Linked DNA regions of Triticum aestivum: region 1 is linked to region 2. The links are chromatin contacts, called in public Hi-C maps. All regions are on one chromosome and are shown on one strand. Each heading gives the region's core, a stretch centred on a gene start, on an enhancer-like site or on the middle of the called end of the contact. The rest is flanking DNA. Distances are from core to core; before and after follow the strand shown. Region 1 holds the start of LOC123108106 (germin-like protein 3-7). Region 2 holds the start of LOC123108105.

The links. A called contact is a pair of places that touch in the nucleus more often than the background predicts.
Region 1: a Hi-C map of an unstated tissue shows a contact between it and region 2, with 6 times the contacts expected there. The contact joins the promoter of LOC123108106 here to the promoter of LOC123108105 in region 2. A contact is called at or near these places in 2 of 5 Hi-C or Micro-C datasets (leaf and an unstated tissue).

Annotation. Positions count from the first base shown.
Region 1 is chr5A:636,384,091-636,386,973 of IWGSC CS RefSeq v2.1, forward strand. LOC123108106 (germin-like protein 3-7) reads left to right here and starts at 1,485. Exons shown (of 1, transcript XM_044529958.1): 1 at 1,485-2,428. The coding sequence starts at 1,557. The coding sequence ends at 2,249.
Region 2 is chr5A:636,255,063-636,257,762 of IWGSC CS RefSeq v2.1, forward strand. LOC123108105 reads right to left here and starts at 1,308. Exons shown (of 1, transcript XM_044529957.1): 1 at 38-1,308. The coding sequence starts at 1,186. The coding sequence ends at 356.

The sequences.
Region 1 (2,883 bases), core at 235-2,734, 130 kb after region 2:
AGTTTGTATATTCAGCATGGACTGGAAAACAGGCCTACTCGGCTCAATTTCCTAGCCTATTTTCTTGTCAAGCTATCCAAACTTCGCATATTTGATACATCTCATGCGGACCAACTTGTGGTAGGATGATTAGGAAGATAGTGTCTTAGACTAGACACCGGTGCTCGCATTTTTCTGGATTTATTATATGCCTTCATTTTCTTGGATTTATTCTAGGCCTTCCAGCGTTGTGCATTCAGTGGGAGCAGACGTTCTTATCGACTATGAAAGCATCTATGATGACATCGCCAATCTTAAGATGATGTACCGACTTAGTTTCTCGGAGGTGCTCGGGTAGAGTGCTTACATGTGTTCATAGGGTTAAGTGTATGTGCGTAGATATGCGCTGTGTGTTTGTACTATGTTATTAAAGAAAAAGAAAAATTCTTATTTATGGCTTAAAAAACCAGCCACCAAACCGGCGGTCCGGTCGGTGAAAACCTGAACGGAGGACCCCAGTGATCTGGTTTTTAAAACTGTGGCATTCAGTTTCGTGCACTAATCAGTAGAACCAAAAGAGAAGGTTGGGCAATCCACGCACACTTCAACGGTATGCTTGTGTTCCCGCCAACAAGAAAAAAAACCCGGCATGCTTGTGTATGTGGTGAGCACTTCATGACATGAGTGCGCGTGGTTCAGTTCACCTTCCAATCAATTGGAGAAGAAACAAGAAACCTCTTTGGCCGACCGGGTCTCCTCCGCTCTCCACCAACCAAAAATCTTCGTCACCCTGGCTCGCACGTCAAGCCACTGTTGTTCGTCACTGATGGCGATGATGAACACGCGACCAGTCTCCAGTCGCCAAAGCACTAGGATTTGAAAGCGTCTTGCAAAAAAGAATCTAGATGATTGGCGCCAAACACCAACCGCAGCTAACAAATTAGCCAGGGCGACCGTGGTAAAAAAGGCGTCGATAACGCGTGCGTGGATTCCGTGCTCCCGGTTGGACTTTGCACCAATTAGTTTAGAAAAAAATAAAATCCGAAGACATATACTTTAAAATTTCAAAAAAAATCTTGAAACAAGTATGTCAATTACATTTGCGTGTGAAAATGTGTTAGTTCATGTTCTTCAACAAGTGATAAAAAATTGTGCCTACGAGCAAAGCACTTTACTGCACCGAATTTGTTATTTTTTCACGAGGCACAAAAATTCATGTAATTGCACCAAACGTAAAGCTTTGTTTGCAAAACTTTGTGTATTTTTTATTTTTGTAGAAAACACAAAAAAATGGGAATTTTCGTTGGTCATGGCGTGTGTCCCCGATTAGTTACCGATGACGATGCACGGAAACTTCGAACAAGACATGTCCACGTCTCGGTGCGAAATGAAGGGAGACTTTAGTGAGCTTTTGAATCCTTCAACCCCTTTGACATTTGTTCCCTCCCTTCATCCCAACTCTTCTCTCCCGTGTTATATATACACCCATCCCCGATCATCCTCACCACAGTACCACAACACGTACGCGCCAACAACCTCATCGGCTCTTTTTTTTAAAAAAAAAAATCTCGTCGGCAATGGCGCGCTCCAGAGTCTCGATCATGCCGTCGCCGGTGCTCCTGTTGATCGTGGCCGTCGCCGCGCTCGTCTCGGCGTGCGCGGCAGACCCGGAGCCGGTGCAGGACTTTTGCGTGGCGGCGGCCACCAACGGCTCGGCCGACCATCCATCGTACCCGGGGTTCCCGTGCAAGCCGGCGTCGGCGGTGGTCTCCGACGACTTCTTCTTCGCGGGGCTGGCGCGCTCGGGCGCCGCCGACGCGGCCGAGAGCCCGTTCGGGTCCAGCGTCACGTCCGGCAACGTGGCGGCCTTCCCGGGGCTCAACACGCTCGGCGTCTCCATCAACCGCGTCGACCTCGCCCCCGGCGGCGTCAACCCGCTCCACAGCCACCCGCGCGCCGCCGAGCTCGTGCACGTCGTCACCGGCCAGATGCTCGTCGGGTTCGTCAGCACCGCCGGCACCTTCTACTCCAAGGTGGTGCGGGAGGGCGAGAGCTTCGTCATCCCGCGCGGCATGGTGCACTTCCAGTTCAACACCGGCAAGGAGGCCGCCAGGGCCGTCACTGTGTTCAACAGCCAGCTCCCCGGAGTTGTCCTTGCCGCGCCGTCGCTCTTCGGCGCCGACCCGGAGATCCCCGACGCCGTCCTCTCCAAGAGCTTCCAGGTCGACGGCGAGATCATCAAGCTCCTCAAGTCCAAGTTCCGGACTTAAAAAACGACGCACGAGCTTCACGGTCGAAGCTGCCTGTTGTTAGCTTGATTGGTTTATTGTTACACATATACACTGTACACCAGTAAATACGGACACCTAAAGTTGTTCACTGTTTCATGTAATTTTGATTGGATATTAAATGCGCCAATAAAATTTAAGGTTTTTTTCAAGGAAAAGCATCAGCCTGACTTTATAAATAAAGCCACCAGGCAGCGTTCCAGGGCTCACAGGCCACAACCTCGGCACGCAGGCCGGAACTAAGAAACATGAACCAAGAGCGATAAGCAAACACTGCCAATAGCTAAGCCAAAAGGTCATCCAGGAGATCTAGCCATGTGGCTCTTGCTGTGATGAAGAAGACGATGAAGCCTGAATTTTAGAAGATAGGAGGTCCAAGGCGTCTCGGTCTTCCGTCTTAGTCAATGATATCCACTACTGCAGAAACATGCAAGATTTAAATAAGCAATCCGCAGGTTTAGAAGGAAAAATAAGTTCAAAAAATTTAAATTCAAATTCAGTTCATTTTAAAACCAAACTTTTACCTCTTGCTTCAGAGGAAGGAAGAAGATGAGGGCCTTTTTAGAGGTTTGAAAGTACAAGGACTTTCTTGCAAATATCAGGTGTACTCCACGTG
Region 2 (2,700 bases), core at 58-2,557:
TAATAGCTTAGCAGGGCACGACATTATAACTTAGTGATAACAAATTCATGAGAAAATGGTTATTTAAATTCAGTTTTCTTCATATACATCCATAGTGGACAAGCTGACAATCACAAACGTAAGATTAATAACATGACAGTTCACACAACTGATAGGCGCATGACATGAAGTAGCCAAGAAGTAAGCGCAATTGCGCAAATAGCAGTACCCATTATTGTAACTAGCCAACTAGGAGGTGCTAAAGAACAGCAGCTCCAAGTCTCTAGTACAGCACTTCGTAGGTGCAATCTGCAGCAACCCCAGCAGCTCTGAGCGACGGAGCCTTTCACTCTCCGGTGATAAAATCGCCCGAGTTCTAATCTTTATTCCTCTTCGTCAAAGCCCCTTCGAGTCCAGAATTCACAATTGGGCCATTGTATACAAGGAACTGCTTCAGGTTCCCCACCTTCGGGAAGATCTGCCACTCCATGCTGCCCGGCGAGAAGACGGCGACCTGCGCTGCCCTCATTTCCTTGGAGATGCACACGACGCGGAACGACCGGGGGTCCTCTTCGGGGGTGACCACGACGAACTCAGGTTCGGCGTCTTCGCGGGTCTCAACGGGCGGCGCGCGGAGGAGATGCAGGCGCCGTGTGAGCGGGTCGTAGACGGCCGCCCGCTTGGTGCTCCGGCTGACGAGAACCACGTACCCGTCGCGGCACGAGGTCATCGACCACCCGGGGCTTTTGTATCCGCCTTCGAATTCACTTTCTTCGTCGCCGTCGCCGTCGCCGCCTTCGCTTTCGTCTTCGTGTACACGTGTGAGGGAAACGTCGGCGCCGCGGACGGCAGCGGCATGGTCCGGGTCGTCGGACCCTTCGTCTTCAACGTCGGGGACGCGGGTGAGGAAGACGTCGGCGCCGCGGACGGCGGCGGTGTGGTCTGGATCGGACCAGTGGCGGTTAGGCACGAAGGCGGGCATGGCGGAGTCGTAGATGTCGAGGAAGACGCCCAGGAGCGGGGCCGGGTGGAGGTCGCGGAAGCGGCGGCGGAACGAGGGGGACGAGCGGACGGCTCGGAGGAAGGCGGGGCAGGTGAGGGCTGCTCGGACGAGGCTCGGGAGGGAGGGCAGGCGGAGGAACACCTCGCACAGAAGGTCGTCTCCGAGGCCGCATATGGTGGTGGGAGCGGCTGGTGCGGATTTCATGTTGGACGACGGCGGCGGCTCACTGCAGGCTATGGCGATCGCCGGCGGCAGTTCGGGAGGCCACGGGAAGATATGAGTGTGATTGCTCTAGTTCAAGAAAGAAATGGGACACGGACATTATGTAGGGCCGCCCCACCAATGAGGTCCAGAAGGAATGTGAGAAGTCGGCCCAGCATGCAAAGCCGGAAGAGAGAAAGGCACGACATTATTGTTCAGTTATCCTTATCTCAAGATTCTACTCTCTCCGTTCCTAAATATTTGTCTTTTTAGGGGGACTTCAACAAGTGACTACATACGAAGCAAAATGAACGAATCTACGCTTTAAAATATGTCTACATGCATCCGTATATTATGTTCATTTAAAATGCCTAGAAAGATAAATATTTGGGAACGGAGGGAGTAAAAAATATATTCTTTATCTCAAACCCCTCAAAAAAAGTTATCCTTATCTCAAAAGTGAAATGATTCTTTTTATATAAAAAAGGGGAAATGGTTTTATGAGAGCAGCGATTCGGTGATCAACTCATCTGCACCCTCAATGAAGAAAAACAATTCAAGACAAATACTAAAAATAAAAAAAAACTACTCAGATGTCTAAATGATTTGAAATTTGGAGCGGACCTCACGCGCCAAATTATCTACCATGCAAAAAATAGTTTTTAAAAAATCTGGTATTTTTTTGAATTTTTTTTCTTCATCGAGGGTGCAGATGAGTCTGATCACCGAATCGCTACTCTCATAAAACCATTTTCCCTTTTTATATAAAAAGAATCATTTCGCTTTTGAGATAAGGATAACTTTTTTGAGGGGTTTGAGATAAGGAATACACCAAATTATCTATCATGCAAAAAAATAGATTTTTTATCTCAAGATTCTAAAAAAAAGATATTCCTTATCTCAAACTCCTCAAAAAAAAGTATCCTTATCTCAATAGCAAAAATGTTTATTTTTTAAAAAAAAAGAAGGGAAAATGGTTTAGTTATGAGAGCAGCAATCCGGTGCTCAGGCGCTTGGTGCGTGAGGTACGCTATGAGTAGCTCTCTGCAAAAGAGGCAAATTTAGGGTTTGTAAAAAAGTTTATTGTTTATGTATTGTTCTAATTAAAAAAAAACTGAGAACTACTCATATGTTCAAATGATCTAAAATTTGAAGTGTACCTCATGCACCAAAGTATCCACCATGCAAAAAAATGGTATTTTTTGTATTTTTTCTTGACCGGATGCAGATGAGTTTGGACTTAGAAATGGATATTCGTTCAGTTATCCTCCACTCATGTGCTTCCGCACCCTCCCCCTCACCCCCGCCCACCATGCGAGTCACCGGCTCACTGGTCGTGGCCCTATTGCGGTGCTGCCATAGGCAACCCCAACTGTTGTGAGTGACAAACGGTGACACATGAGACTGCCCACTCATGATACTGTGAGCAACCGCCGGCGATGTTGTGAGTGATCGGCGGCAATGTTGCGGACCCAGACGACGATGCTATGTATGCCTGACAATGACAAGTGACCTAG